5 separate regions of the Mus musculus genome follow, and regions 1, 2, 3 and 5 are each linked to region 4. A link is a contact called in public HiChIP or PLAC-seq and promoter capture Hi-C data. All regions are on one chromosome and are shown on one strand. The core of a region is the stretch at or near the end of the contact, and the rest is flanking DNA. Distances in the headings are between cores, read along the strand shown. Region 1 holds the start of D2hgdh (D-2-hydroxyglutarate dehydrogenase). Region 2 holds the start of Farp2 (FERM, RhoGEF and pleckstrin domain protein 2). Region 3 holds the start of Bok (BCL2-related ovarian killer). Region 4 holds the start of Capn10 (calpain 10). Region 5 holds the start of Stk25 (serine/threonine kinase 25 (yeast)).

Region 1 (2,756 bases), core at 155-2,654, 890 kb after region 4:
TAAATACCCTCAGTGGCCTATGGAGTATGGGCCAACTTGGTAGAAACAGCCCAGTAGAAGCCTCTGGAATGTCCTTTCAACTAGTATGTGTTAACCATGTCCCAATGCCCCTGTCTGATAAACCTGGGAGGGTGAGCAGACCTGAGGGAATTGCTCTTCTGGAGGTACAGCTGTACCTTGATCCCTCCCAGCACACACTGTGTAGCTGTTGATCCCTAAATGCTGCATTCTCTTTTCTTTTTGGTTTATCTGTGTAGTTCTGGCTGTCCTGGAACTTGCTCTGTAGACCAGGCTGGCCTTGAACTCAGAGAGATCTGCCAGCCTCTGCCTCCCAAGTGCTGCGATTAAAGGCATGCACCACCACCACCCAGCATATTCTTATATCCAGTTTGCAAGGACTACCACAGTGCCTTGGCTTTTAGTTGGCACCACTATACCTCTCTGTTCTTGCCTCAGCTTCAGGAGCCTCCTGCTCTTCCCTGGTACAGAGATCTAAAGTAATTATCTTAACATCTTAAAGAAGGTACTTCCAGGCTTGTTCCTCGATGGGAAACGGAAGTGGTTAAGTTGGGAGAAGTGACAGTTTCTGGAGCTGCCCCAGGAAACTGGGAGATGAACCCTGTTTCAGATACCAGGTCTGTCCAGCCAGCAAAATGGAAACTACTGGGGTTATTTATAGCTGAATATAGCTGGGGGATGCTGAAGTAACAGAATAATTGCAAGAAATAGCAATTACCTGTTACCTAGGGCTGGGAGTTGAAGGGAGACAGTATAATTCAGACTCAGCCCAGGAAAACTACTGCTGGGCTGCAGCTCTGTGCCTTGGATTTGCTAAAAGTTACTGCGTACCTGCTTGAGGACTGGGTGGCTGGGCCTGGCCCCAGGAGGTCAGGGATGCTCTGTAGAGCTGGGCTGGCCTTTGTGATCCCTATGGTTAAGCCTCGGGCTTTTGTTGTTTCTTTGAGGGTTGGGCAGAGTCGTGTCTGCTGATGGACCAGTGACTCTAGGTGAGACGGGAAGCCCGGGGAAGAGAGGAAGAGGGCAGAGATTCGTAGGATCGATAGAAGGAGATCGAGGGAGACAGAAATGCCTGGGGAAGAGAGGAGCTTCTAAGGGTGACAGTGGCCCCTGCGGAAAAAGCCACAGTGAACTGAAGATGTGACCGCTTATCTTTTGGGGCTAGTCGGGTGGACCACAATGAGGCCAGTTGGGAAAAGTGCGTGGAGTCGGATTTTGGTCAAAGCAGGATACTCGCCACTTTGGGACCTGGGGGGCACTCAGGTTGGGTCAGCAGGAACATAAACAAGGCCGAAGGTCTGGGAAGGGCGGGGCACACTCAGCAGGGTGGAGTGAGGTAGGAAGGGCGGGCTGACACACATGCGCAGTCTCTCGCTCCACCCCTCTAGTTCAGGCCTACGGTTCTGCAGGGGTGGGAAGCAGGGTGCGGGTGCGGACTCGGTCTTTGCACTCGGACGGAAGCTAGGGTGCGTAGTGGGCTAGCTGTAGTTCCTGGGTGGAGGGTGCTGGTGTCTGAGTCTGTGCAGTCCGGGCTGTGGCCTGTCAAGTGATTGCACAGGTCAGGTGTGAGTTGGGATTGCCGGCAGGGCGAACCTAGTCGCATCGCTTCTCACTTACACCCACGGGCCGTGTGGGCTGGGAGTGCAAATAGTTGGTCCTCCTTGACGTCACAACACATGGCGCATGCGCATGCTCTGCGCATGTCGTGTTGTGTTTTTTCGTCTCAGGTAAGGCGGAAGCAGCAGCCAAATAGAGCGAGCCTTCAGTTGGAAGGCGGCCTCTTCTGGATAGCTACCAGTGTGCGGGCCGGTTTCCTTCCCTTCCCTCTTTTAAGCCATTTTTTGTTGATGTACCCAGGTTTTGTAAAACTGGTGGCAGAGTATTACGTAAAATGTAAAATTCTCCTTTCAATTGTGTTTGGGTGCACAATTCCGGGATACCTTCCTTTTTCTTGCAAAAGTTAAAATACAATGAATGCCCTGGAGAGCCAGCACCGCCCATAGGTATTCACTCAGTGGAGTCTCGGGACTGTAATACTGCAGGGCGAAACATTAAGAACCGAACCCTCCTAAGACTCCAGTCCTCTGCATCCTGCAGCCCCAAGCCGCCCTGTTCTCTAGGCCAGCGAGTCTCAACGTTCCTTGACCACTGGGACCCTCGTGTTTCCGTGAACCCCAACCATAAAACGTTTTCAATGTTACTTCATAACTAATTTTGTTACTGTTATGAAGCACAATGTAAAAAATCTGATGTGCATTATGTCTGATATGTGACTCTCCCAAGGGGTCGCGACCCACAGGTTGAGAACAGCCGCTGTAGGCGGCTTTGTGTAGGTGACTTCAGATGGGGTGCAGAGGTTATTGTGGGGCTTTCTCATTGCTTCATTGCTTACGAATCGCAAATTCAATCTCTCTCCCCCCCCCCCTCCCAGCCCCCTCTCAAGAGCAGGAACAATGGTGCTCCCTCTGGTGTCCAGATGGTCTGCAAGGGTCCTCTGGGCATCTCCAGGATGGAGGAGGACCTACACCCAGAGAGCTTGTGTGGGGTTGAAGCGGCTGGGTTGCCCTCGGGGTGTGTACAGCCCCTTGGCTCACAGAGCATACTCCGTGGTAGCTGGCGGCCCAGAGGTGACGCTGACCCCTGAGCGATATCCGGTGCAACGGCTGCCGTTTTCTACTGTGTCCGAGGAGGACCTGGCTGCATTTGAATGCATCATACCTGGCAGAGTTATCACAGAT
Region 2 (2,700 bases), core at 146-2,645, 580 kb after region 4:
CCAGTACTATCGGAGTCTTTCTCATCCTCTTGCTCTCTAAGCAGCGTACTGACACTAGGAAATGAGGCTCCTGCTCTCTAAATCACTAGGTTGCTCATGTCAAACCTCATTCTTGCCTTGTCCAGTCCAGCTCCTTTTCTTTTTTTTTTTTTTTTTGGTTTTTCAAGACAGGGTTTCTCTGTATAGCCCTGGCTGTCCTGGAACTCACTTTGTAGACCAGGCTGGCCTCCAACTCAGAAATCCGCCTGCCTCTGCCTCCCAAGTGCTGGGATTAAAGGCGTGCGACACCACCCGGCCCAGTTCCTTTTCTTAATGATGGACATCACAGTCAGTGGCTATGGCAGTGGCTGGTTACAAATAAGGGATAGCCAAGGTGGTGGAGGAAGTTGGGAAGCCTACTAAAATTGCAGACCCAGTCAGCCTGAGCTTCTAGGTTGCCTTGGAGAAGCAGAGAGCCCCCCCACCCACCCACCCTCCAGTGGGCTGAGGCCCTCCCTGCTTATCTTAAGGACTTATTGCCAAAGGCTAGAGTTCTATATGAATCGCTTGGGGGCCTGTGTGGATTTATTTAGCCTAGACTGGTTCAAAGGGCTGGCTCCCTGCAGGCCCATTCGCTTAACCAATGGAAGAAGAAAGTGAGTTTGCTGCAAGTCTGAAGTGGAAGGACCAGAATCCAGTCTCACCATTTTTCATTTCCAGAAAGCCTCAAATCCAGAAAGGAACCGCGAGGGCTTCGAGGACTCTTAGCGTAGCCTGCACCTCAAAAGCGTCCCTTTAGGAACAGCTGGTGCCTAAAGACCACGGTTCCACTATTCCCTGGTTGGGCACCACGGATGGAAGGTAGGAAAGAGCCTAGTAGTCAGGGAGGCCTGAATGCCAGAATAGTCCCGCGAGCTTGAAGTCCAAGGCCCCACCCAGAATCGGGGCTGCCCTGCTTGCCAAAGCCAGGCTGTAGGCTGAGACCCGCCCCTGTGCCAAAAGTCCCGCCCAGGGCCACCCGCATTCCAGAGTCCAGGTCTGGGGTAGTCCTCCCGTTGTTCCAAAGCTGCGTCCAAGATAGAATCCTCCCGTCGCCTTGTCAAAGCGAAGACTAAGACGGAGAACTCGCGGGTTTCCTAAGTCCCACCCAGCACAGAGTCCTCAGGTCCTAAAGCCCCTCCCAGGGCCGAGGACACGCACAGCCCGCCGAAGCCCTGTTGCACCCGCGGAGAAGCTGCACAGCTTTGCTTCTGACTTTATGGGGCTCCCTCGCCCCGCCCTGTCCCATGTGATCACCAATCAGAGCTAGGTGCTGCGCTCGCAGGCGCCGGTCGGGAGGACCCGCCCGCAGGCCAATCGGTGGTGCGTCCGCGGGGGGGCGGGGCTGCGGCGGACGCGCGGCGGGGGCGGGGAAGCAGCTAGCTGTCGGGATCGGGCGGCGCGGGCGCAGGACGTGGAGGAGGCCTGGCTGGCGGCGGCGCAGGCCGGTGTGGCACGGTGAGGACGCGGCGGCCGTGGGCGGGGGAGGGGAGCGAGCCGCGCAGGGGCGCTGGGTTGGGCATGGGCTTCCTTCGTTGGCCGGACCTCAGCGGAACCCGAGCCGGACCAGGCCTGAGGCTGGCCGTCCACCAGAGAAAGTCCACGCCCGGCTCTGAGGCCTTCGTGAGGCGCGCCAGAGTCCGCGTTTGACAACACACGTCTGTGGACGGCCTGTCGGTGGAGGGCGAAGGGAGGGAGAGTCTCGGGTCCAGTCTGGATGTCCGCTGAGGACTGGCTGGAGAGTTGCTTTTGTAGATGGGCAGTCTGGGGAGGGCTGAGAGCTGCAGAGTTCCAAGGAGCCAGGCTGTCAGCAGAGTACTGAGGACAGGAACAGCACACGTGGAGACCAGCTGTCGAGGAAGGGGGGTGATCAGAGTCTCAGCATCTCTCGTGGACACTGAGTGTCCCGTGATGGGTTAAGGGCCACAAGAATGTCCTGCTGAAGACCGCCCCCACCCCCAGGCCAGTGCTCTACAAAGCACCTTGGGAAGCAGCACCCGGAGCCACAAATGAAAGCCCAGAAGGGCATTCTTTTTTCTTCTCGGCCTTTCCTTCAGAACTGAGACTCGGATATTCTTACTCTGCTAAGATCTAGAAACAGTACTGGCCCACTGCCTTTTACTCATCCGAGATTATAAGCACCTTTGCCATTTACACACGTGGCAGTGATTTCTTAAACTCTTTCATGTCCCAGTAATGGTGATGAAAAATTGAAATGAAAACAAGGCATTCGTGAAGGAAATAATGTCGATACACCGTGCTGAGAAAGAATGGAGAGCCTTAAGATTCCGGACAGAATCTTTAAAGGGGTGGCCTTTCTCCCTAGCTTTGTTCTGTTTCCATGAGGTGTTTTTGACTGGGCCACTGTGAAAATATTTGGTAATTAGTGGGTAGCACCGAATTAGAGTCGGTCTTGTGGAGACGGCATTATGATCAGCAGCACAGATTCTCACAGTGTTAGCAAGATGGAAAGGTCATTTGAAATGGGGAGGTATGAAGTAACCTTTACTTGTAGGCCAAATAAAAGTTTTGTGAGTTTCGGGACGTGGGAAGGCATTTGTGAAGCGCTTTGTGGCTGTTTCGTTGTCAGTTCTAAAGTTTTCATATATCCCTGTCCCCCACCGTTTTTTGTTGAGACAGTTTCCATAGCCCGGGCTGGCCTCCAACCCGTCATCCTCCTTT
Region 3 (2,700 bases), core at 189-2,688, 750 kb after region 4:
TGCTGGGTTTTAACCTGGGCTTGTACTGTTTTTGTGACTGTTCACTTGAAAATATTTCCATGGTAGGACTGGAGAGGTGGCTCAGCGGTTACAAGCACTGACTGCTCTTCCGGAAGTACTGAGTTCAATTCCCAACAACCACATGGTGGCTCACAACCACTTATAACTGTAGTCCTGTGAGATCCAATGCTTTCTTCTTGTGTGCAGACATACATCCAGATAAAACACCCATCTACATAAAACACATAAATAAACCTTTTAACATTTTCATTGTGATTTATTATTTATTGCCTCATTATAAGTACGCTGTTTCATTTCCAAGCATTTGGAGACTTCCACTGGTTTTTCTGCAATTTAGCTTTAATTCAGAGAGTAATTACTGTATGATTTTGGTTCTTTGAAATTTGTTGACACTTGTTTATGGTTTCAGGTGTAGTCTATTTTGGTGTGCGTGTGTAGAATATGCATTTTATAGCTCTAAGTGAAGTGTTTTACTTACACAAACTAGGTCGAGTTAGCAAATCCCATTGTTGAGATTTTGCAGTTGGGTCCAAAGATGAAGGAGAAGACCAGAGTCTAGTAGATGATGTTGACTTTCTTGGAAATCGGTATGGAAAAAGGGAGCTCGGATTCACTGCCACACTGTTCACAACGATGTCTGTGATCCAGCATAGGTCTAAGTATGAATCCTAAAGTAACTAAGCTTCTGAAGACCGCTGTAGTCTAGTACTCCGGAGCCAGGGGCTGGGTGATTCCTGCAGGTTGGACCAGCTGGTCAACACAGAGCTCCAGACAAGCCTCTCTCTCTTTGTGAGTCTCTCTGTCTCTGCCTCTCTCTGTGTCTCTGTCTCTCTCCCTCCCTCCCCTTTTTCTGTCAAAGGGAAATACCCTAATGAGAGATAACTAACTACAAAAGATTATATATTGGATTGGATATAAATAAGTCCAGCTCATTAAAAGCAAAGCTAGACTTGAGTGGGAATGGATGGGTATTTGTAGTATCTTCAACCATGTACATACCCAAGTCTTCACCACACTCCAAAGGCTCTATTAAGCCAAGAATGCAGAATCTATTTTTAAATATTTACTTATTGTTATTTTTGTTTTGTGTATGAATGTTTGCCTGCCTCCATGTCTGTGAATCCCCGTGCATGCCTGGTGTCCTTGGAGATCAGAAGAGGGCATCAGATCTCCTACAACTTCAAGAATCCAGGATCTTTAAGGAGCCTCTATAAGACAATAAGGAAATATAAGTCAGCTCATTTTAAAATGGAACTTGGTGCGCCCCAGTGGGTTGGTGTCAGAGCTGGATGTTCTTCGCGCTGCCTGCCGGGACAGCTCCAGTCTGGCGGCGTTCCCGGGCGCATCCCGAGAACTTGTGCTGGCCTTTCTTAAACCAGGGAGGCGTTGGGCAGAGCTGGGCTGCGGCTCCGCCCCCGGGGGTTGCCGTTTCCTTAGAAGGCGAAGCCCTAAGCCTGGCTTCTCGCCCGCGGGGAGACCGCGGTACGCCTCCCGCACCCCTCGGGACCAGGACTTCTGCGAGCGCGCGGGAAGACCGGCGGAGCCTGTGCTTCAGCTCGGGTGTGGACGGGGCGGGCGCTGGGGCGGGGCGCGCGCTCGCGGGTTTGAATGGAAGGGTCTAGACCGCCGGAGACGGCAGCGAGCGGGTCCTGAAACCAGAACTCCACCGCCGCCCCGCGCGCCATGAGGCGGGAGAGGTGAGTCGGGCGGGCGTGGCGTCGGTGCCCTGGATGTAGCACCATGGGAACAGCGACACCGGGGACAAACACGGGCTCTGCGAGGTGCGCAGGTGCGTGGTCTCCGAGCCCGGGGACTGCCGCGCAGTTTGGAGCCTTCCTTAGGACCCCACTCGTCGGCAGGGAGGAGCCCGCGGGGTCCTGCTTGTCGGCTGGTCGCAGCAGGCTACTCTGCATCCTCTTCTCCCCCAAATTGGTCCTGGAGCCTGGGCGCTGTGATTAAAGAACCTATCGCCACTTCCCTGCGGTGTTTCCAACCCCTGACCACCGCTGGGATCTGCGAGATTTAATTTAGAACCTAAAAAGAACCCGAGACTTTTAAAAGATTTGGGGTGCAAAACGAGAGGCTATCGGAAACCGGCCCTTTTTGAGGGCGGCGCACAGCCAACCTCCTGTGTTGTTTGAATCGCGCACGCGGTGGGGACCGCTGTGCCTCGGGCCGCGCTTCTGGGTCTCCTCCCGTGGCGGGAGTCCTTTCGCCACCTGGCTGGAGGCGGTCCGGTCTGAACTCAGTCTATTCGTAGGTGTGGCGCCTCTCGCCCGCGCTTCGGCCATGGAGGTGCTGCGGCGCTCTTCTGTCTTTGCAGCGGAGATCATGGACGCCTTTGATCGCTCGCCCACAGACAAGGAGCTGGTGGCCCAGGCTAAGGCACTAGGCCGGGAGTACGTGCACGCGCGGCTTTTGCGCGCCGGCCTCTCCTGGAGCGCTCCAGAGCGTGCCTCGCCTGCCCCTGGAGGACGCTTGGCAGAGGTGTGCACAGTGCTGCTGCGCTTGGGTGAGTGTGGGGCACCAGCAGGTACCATCCCAGGCCGCCCCTCTATAGCTGGTTGGATGGGCCTGCCCGCAGTGTTTCAGGGTTCCCGGTACAGCTGTTCTGCACAGACATTCCCTTCTTGTGACATGACCAGCCCTTCTGCGGTTGTGCCTCACCCTCCCGCTGGC
Region 4 (2,700 bases), core at 89-2,588:
CCTGGTTCTATAAGAAAGCAGGAAAGGAGCCAGGAAATAGCGCCCCTCCTTATGGAAAGCGCCATAGGTGAGCAGAATAAACCCTTTCCTCCCCAAGTTGCTTTGGTCATGATGTTTCGTCACAGCAACGGTAACACTAAGCAGCTTTTCCTTCCAGATTCTGGAGGTCAGGCTCTGCCCGTGGCCCAGCCCTGGATATGGATGCGGCCTTCAGGAGCCGTTCTCCTGAGCTAACCACTCATATGAGACTTCTGGGGGTGAACCAGTTTGCATAACTCTTGAGTCGCGGATAACTTGTCACAATTACTCAAGACTTCCTGGAAAACCGAGTCCAGGCTCTTAATGATTCAACTATAGTGCAGCTTTCAGCCCACCAGTCAGTCCCCTGAGTCGAAATTAAGTACTAAATGAAAAAGCATCCCAAAGAGATGTTGGGCTATGTGGCTACTCCTTTTTTTTTTTTTTTTTTTTTTTTAAATAACCTCAATAAAGAGTTAAGTGTCTTGCACCTCAAATCATGGCGCTGAAGCCTAGTGGAGCCAAGGTAACTGTGTCATGCCACAGCAGTAATTGCTGCTGATGCAGGAGCAGCCCAGCCTCTCACTGGGAGAAGGAGCAACTGTCTAGACTCTGAAGCAGCAGGTTATGGGTAAAAGCTTGGCCTGGTTGTTCCTCTTTAGGCAACGGGTACTTGATCTACTTAACTGCACAAACCGCATTTCCTCTGACTACCTTTTATCCAAGACTGAGAAAAAGGGGCCCAGAGGAGGGAAAAAATATCAGAGCAGCCCTAATAGGTGGCAAACTGCAGTCTACAAGGTGTGAAGCCTCGTCGTCTCCCTTCCTGTCTATGAAGCTTCTAGTCTTGATGAAATACATTTGGAGAAGACACAGAGAACAGTCCTTGGCTGATTTGTGTCCTTCCTGGGACCTGGAAGAGTAGGCACCAGAAGGAGAGTGTCCTGTCCCTGACCTCCTCATGGCATCGAATAATCGTGGAGCCGCAAGTCCACGTCCTGGTCACCATCCAGTCTACAAAACCATAGCCAGGCCATTTAAGGCTTCAAGGAATGCTCCAGCCGCATTCCCTGGCCGCTTAGGATCCAGAGCGTCTGAAGCCCAATCGTTTTGAGACAAATGCCCGACCCCGGCAAGTTTCAACCCCAGTGACACCTCTGCCTCCCCAGAACAACGCAACCACCACCGCGACGGAAGGATAACAACGCGATTCGCTGAGCCACTTCCTCACTGGCTCTTTCAGAAGACAGGGAGGAACCACCGCTTTGCCAAGTTCCTGCCTCACACCGGAAGGAGCGAAGCACGCTGGGAAGTAGACAACGCCTGTGATCAGCGACGTATGCTGGGAACGGCGCTGCATGCTGGGATAGCATTGACAAAGCGATCTAAACCAAAGTGACTTTTCAGCTTCCTGTGGTCACTGAGACTTCGATTTCAAGTGGCTACAGCTGCGTTGTCCCGAGCACTAAAGCATACGGACATCAGGCTAGCACTGCCCAGTTAGAAACGCGGGGACCACGCCCTCGTGCGAGAGCAGAACCTACCAGTCCTGCACGGTTCTGCGCTGCAGCTCGTGCGTGATTAGGCAGCTCTGTCATATGACGCAAGCACGGCTCCTGGTTGGCTCCAGCCGGGTTACCTAGACAACGGAGCTTGCGGCGCTAGGCTGCTCTGCACCAGTAGGTCTCCCGGGCTAAGCAAACACGGTTTGCAGTGAAGGCCGCGCACTCGCTCCCGGGCGGCGACCGAGTCCACGGGCCGCAGATGGGAGCCCAGGGCGCCGAAGATGCGGGCGGTCCGGGCCGAGACGCCGGCGCGGGAGCTCTTCCGGGACGCGGCATTCCCCGCCTCGGACTCCTCGCTCTTTTACAACTTGTCCACGCCTCTGGCCCAGTTTCGGGAGGACATCACTTGGAGACGACCCCAGGTGCAGCAGGGTCTCTTGCCTGGGCGGGTGTTGTGGATATGTTTCTCACGGAGATGGACCCCGGGGTTAGCAGGACCTCGCCTTCAAGCCTATTCAGAAAAGGTGATAGCCAGCCCTGAGAATTCAAATGAGGAGGACAGAAGCAATCGAAAGGCTTGTCTTTTAGATGTTATCTTGGGGTTTCTACTAAAATACACTCCTACCCAAAGTCAGGTAGTAGGGAGCTGTTTTGATATTAAGGGATTAGAAGCAGTATTTCCAGCACCATCCCACCACCTAAGTTTTGTCGGGTGTAATTCAGCGCAATCTTTCTTGGCTTTGCACTTTGCTCTACATTTCTTCTAGTAGCTTTAGGGTATGAACACCAAAAGGTAGCACAGAACACGGGGAGCGTTGTGCTTAACAACTGGGAAAACCTAAGGAGCTGCTTTTCAGGGCTCCCTTAAATGGCACAGGCAGGTGGAACTATGTATTGTTATTTTAGCGTCCATGCATGCAACTCACAACAGTGTTACCCCTCATAGCCAGAAAGGGCTGTGGTAGGAGGGCTTTGGTTTTTTTGGTTTTTTTGGTTGGTTTTTTTTTTTTTTTTTTTTTTTTTTTTTTGCCTTGTTGCAGCTTAAATGGATGGATTGTTCAAGCCTAGTGTTTTTGTTGGTGTTTTTTAGACGTGGCTTATCAGCAGAAAGACTACTGGGGGACAGCCTGTCCCACATGCATGTAGTGCTAACAGTGACAGCTGGCAGGGTTCCAGG
Region 5 (2,700 bases), core at 168-2,667, 700 kb after region 4:
AAGGTCCCCTAGCCATCATTACTGTACTCCTTCGCAATTCATAGCTCCAATTTGTCATCCTGGGACCTTCATAAGCTAAGCTTAAGTCTCTTAAAAATAAACTAGAGGCAGATTTTTTTTCTCTCTCTCTTAGTATGTTATATAATTAGAGGCGAAATGTCAAAATGTATTAAAAATGTGTTAGCTTAATTCAGCATCAGTTAGCAAGCTCGGGATCCCATCTGTGACAGCTGGGCCAAAAGCCCTCCCCAACAGCTGTGAGTAGTCTTCCAGGCTGGTTTGGTTTCCTCCAAGGAGCCCTGCCTCCAATTCCTGCCCACAAGCAGCGGACGGACATGCTTCCTGTCTACACAACCAGTTCTCAAGGATGCAGGGAGAAGGGGGGTCAGGGTGGGGTGGGGTGAGCGGCTGCACTGTCCTCAGGAACTGATTCCTTCACTGTGCAACTGTCAAGCCTAAGCCTATCTAAACCAAGCCCTTAAAACGCAAATCCCACAGCTAAAGCCAGAGGAAAATCAGCCGCCAAGGCAGCTCATTCCACTTCACTAGCTGTCTGTCATATTGCTCTGAAATAACAACACCACAAATAAAATAAAGGCGAGAAAGGGGGTCCAGAGAGCAAACCACCGAACCCTCTGACCCTACGCAGCCCTCATCTCCTGTGCGGTCCCGTGTCGGGGTTCCATCCCGTTAGCCAAGGAAGGTGGAGTCCATCTTCTGGGAAGGTGCTCCGAGCCTGGGTCAAGCAGGTTGTGCCCAGGGCAGGTTCCTGCACCTGCCCCCAGCAGCTCCCGAGCAGAAGCGCTCGCCCCGCAGACGTTCCCTGGGGCTCACGTCTTCCGCAGGCGCTGGCTCGGCACAGGCCAGAGTTCCAACGGCCCCAAGACGCGCCCCGAGGCAGACGGCCTCCGCCCCTCTCCCGCCTCAAGTGGACAAATCCGCTCCACAGCGAACCACGGACTCGGGGCACGCCGACGCCCACACTCACCTGGTGCGCGAAGCCCCGGAGGTGAGCCATGTCCCCGCTGACGTGACCAGTCCGTCGCAGCCGCTCCGCCCGCTCGCCTCAAGCACCTGCGAGAAACCGCAGGCCGCTCGGTCAACAGTGGCCAGGGGGACCCGTTCCGTGGCGTCCCTCCACCCGCGACCTCCGGTCCCGCGCCCAGGGCCCCCGACCCGCCCTCAGGGCGTGCCCGGCCTCCCCAACATTCAGGCGAGGCCCGCTGGCAGCGCCCACCTCCGGGCGGCTCCATCTCGGACTCCGGGCCCGCTTCGCAGTCCCCACGGCGGCTCACACCGCAATTCGGTCTCCCGGAACGCCCAGGCCTCCCAGCCCGTGAGGTGGAGGCAGCGGCTCTGAGCAGGGCGTCGTGGCGAGCGCGAAGCTCTGTGGGACTAGGAGTCCCGCAGCCCGCCCCGTACCCCGGGCACGCAAAATTGAGACTACAAGTCCCAGCAGGCTGCGCGGTAGGATGAGGTGTTACGCAAGTGCTCCGGGGCCCTGATGGCGACAGACTACAAGTCCCAGGAGAACTTGCGGTGGGCGGTCAGTGGAGAGGCACAAATGCGCCACAGATTGGATCCGAACCTTGAGATATGCCCGAGCTGGGCTGCCCCTCCTGTCAGGCCGCGCGGTGACGGGTGCAGCGCGTGCGCAGTTGCCTTGACGTTTTCTAGGCTTTTTTTTCTCTTTTTTTTTCAGCCCTCCTCTCATTTTCCCAGTTCTGTTTGCCAAGCTTCTGAGACCCATACTGTGTGCCTGGAGTGCGAACCCACATTACCCTCATATCCTGGTGCTCCAGCTTTAACCGCAGTGTGACCTTCTTGTCTGCGCTTAGCAACACACACACACAAGGAGTACGCCCACGCGCGCCCTTAGAAAAGTCGCCCATTGTTGGACAAGTGCTTCTCTCCTGCCTCAGTTTCCCTATCTGAAAAGGTTTAATCGTAGGTCCCCAGGACATGACCTGGCGCTGGGAAGAGTTGTGTGGTCCAGCGGGGATTTCCAAAGGTTGGAAGATGCCTTTCATCCTGTGAATTCAGTATGAGTGACTAGTCAGCAATGTCCACTTCTATGCAGTCTCCTAGTGTTCCACGGGAGGGAGATTTGGCTCCATACTGTGTCCATTCCTATGACGGCTCAGTGCAAACCACCATAATGTCCCTACTCCCCAACTCATAAAGGCTTGTTGTTTCTGTTCTCTGGTGGATTTTCTTCCTGGGCACCATCCTGGAACCTTAAACCTTGCATGCAAGACCTTGCATCAGATTCTTTAACCGCCAAATTTTACTACATGTTGATTAGGTTTTCTTTGCTGTGTTTTTCCCCAGAAGAAAATAGACTTCCAGCAAACAGCCCTGCCCTGGATCCTGAAGCACCTTGGTTTCCTCCCCTCCCCCGCCCCAAGGCATCAACAATAGGGGCAAATATTTTTATTGCCCCTGAAAAAGATCATCTGTAGGATGGCCTTCAGCCTACCTATCCCTCCTATAGAAAAGTCTGAAATTAGGCAAGGCCAACTCTATTAAGACTTATTTATGTACATATATGTGTATGTTAAATGTGAACAGGAACCTACTGAGATCTGAAAAGGCCTGGATCTGGAGTTGCAGAGGGTCATATGCTGAATGGCATGGGTGCTAGAACTAAATTCTGGTCCTCTGGAAGAGCAACAAGAATTCTTAATGATTGAGGAATCT

The links. Promoter capture Hi-C pulls out the DNA fragments that hold promoters and counts their contacts. HiChIP or PLAC-seq counts read pairs in DNA pulled down with a chosen protein or histone mark.
Region 1: a contact with region 4 is called in an H3K27ac HiChIP or PLAC-seq map of extraembryonic endoderm stem cells, with 4 times the contacts expected there. The contact joins the promoter of D2hgdh here to the promoter of Capn10 in region 4. A contact is called at or near these places in 1 of 39 promoter capture datasets (neutrophils), 1 of 484 Hi-C or Micro-C datasets (B cells), 3 of 115 datasets of contacts at active chromatin or transcription factors (extraembryonic endoderm stem cells, memory CD8 T cells and pancreatic cancer cells) and 1 of 9 other capture datasets (adipose tissue).
Region 2: a contact with region 4 is called in a promoter capture Hi-C map of second pharyngeal arch cranial neural crest. The contact joins the promoter of Farp2 here to the promoter of Capn10 in region 4. A contact is called at or near these places in 16 of 39 promoter capture datasets (the 3T3-L1 cell line, 3T3-L1-derived adipocytes, the C10 cell line and 10 more), 1 of 484 Hi-C or Micro-C datasets (cranial neural crest), 5 of 115 datasets of contacts at active chromatin or transcription factors (astrocytes, cardiomyocytes, craniofacial prominence and 1 more) and 2 of 9 other capture datasets (embryonic stem cells and liver).
Region 3: a promoter capture Hi-C map of hippocampal neurons shows a contact between it and region 4, with 5 times the contacts expected there. The contact joins the promoter of Bok here to the promoter of Capn10 in region 4. A contact is called at or near these places in 9 of 39 promoter capture datasets (the 3T3-L1 cell line, cranial neural crest, embryonic stem cells and 4 more), 1 of 484 Hi-C or Micro-C datasets (embryonic stem cells) and 4 of 115 datasets of contacts at active chromatin or transcription factors (embryonic stem cells, large pre-B cells, pancreatic cancer cells and 1 more).
Region 5: a promoter capture Hi-C map of pre-B cells shows a contact between it and region 4. The contact joins the promoter of Stk25 here to the promoter of Capn10 in region 4. A contact is called at or near these places in 6 of 39 promoter capture datasets (the C10 cell line, the HPC-7 cell line, cranial neural crest and 2 more), 7 of 484 Hi-C or Micro-C datasets (CD4 T cells, CD8 T cells, Th1 cells and 3 more), 3 of 115 datasets of contacts at active chromatin or transcription factors (embryonic stem cells, extraembryonic endoderm stem cells and pancreatic cancer cells) and 2 of 9 other capture datasets (adipose tissue and liver).

The regions. Positions count from the first base shown.
Region 1 is chr1:93,823,836-93,826,591 of GRCm38.p6, forward strand. D2hgdh (D-2-hydroxyglutarate dehydrogenase) reads left to right here and starts at 1,405. Exons shown (of 10, transcript NM_178882.4): 1 at 1,405-1,484; 2 at 2,450-2,756. The coding sequence starts at 2,472.
Region 2 is chr1:93,510,709-93,513,408 of GRCm38.p6, forward strand. Farp2 (FERM, RhoGEF and pleckstrin domain protein 2) reads left to right here and starts at 1,396. Exons shown (of 27, transcript NM_145519.2): 1 at 1,396-1,476.
Region 3 is chr1:93,684,137-93,686,836 of GRCm38.p6, forward strand. It overlaps Bok (BCL2-related ovarian killer), which reads left to right and starts at 1,439. Exons shown (of 5, transcript NM_016778.3): 1 at 1,439-1,718; 2 at 2,282-2,533. The coding sequence starts at 2,311.
Region 4 is chr1:92,933,070-92,935,769 of GRCm38.p6, forward strand. It overlaps Capn10 (calpain 10), which reads left to right and starts at 1,339. Exons shown (of 12, transcript NM_011796.2): 1 at 1,339-1,945. The coding sequence starts at 1,805. It overlaps 9430060I03Rik (RIKEN cDNA 9430060I03 gene), which reads right to left. Exons shown (of 2, transcript NR_015525.1): 2 at 457-2,034.
Region 5 is chr1:93,634,310-93,637,009 of GRCm38.p6, forward strand. Stk25 (serine/threonine kinase 25 (yeast)) reads right to left here and starts at 1,418. Exons shown (of 12, transcript NM_021537.3): 1 at 1,238-1,418; 2 at 989-1,074. The coding sequence starts at 1,018.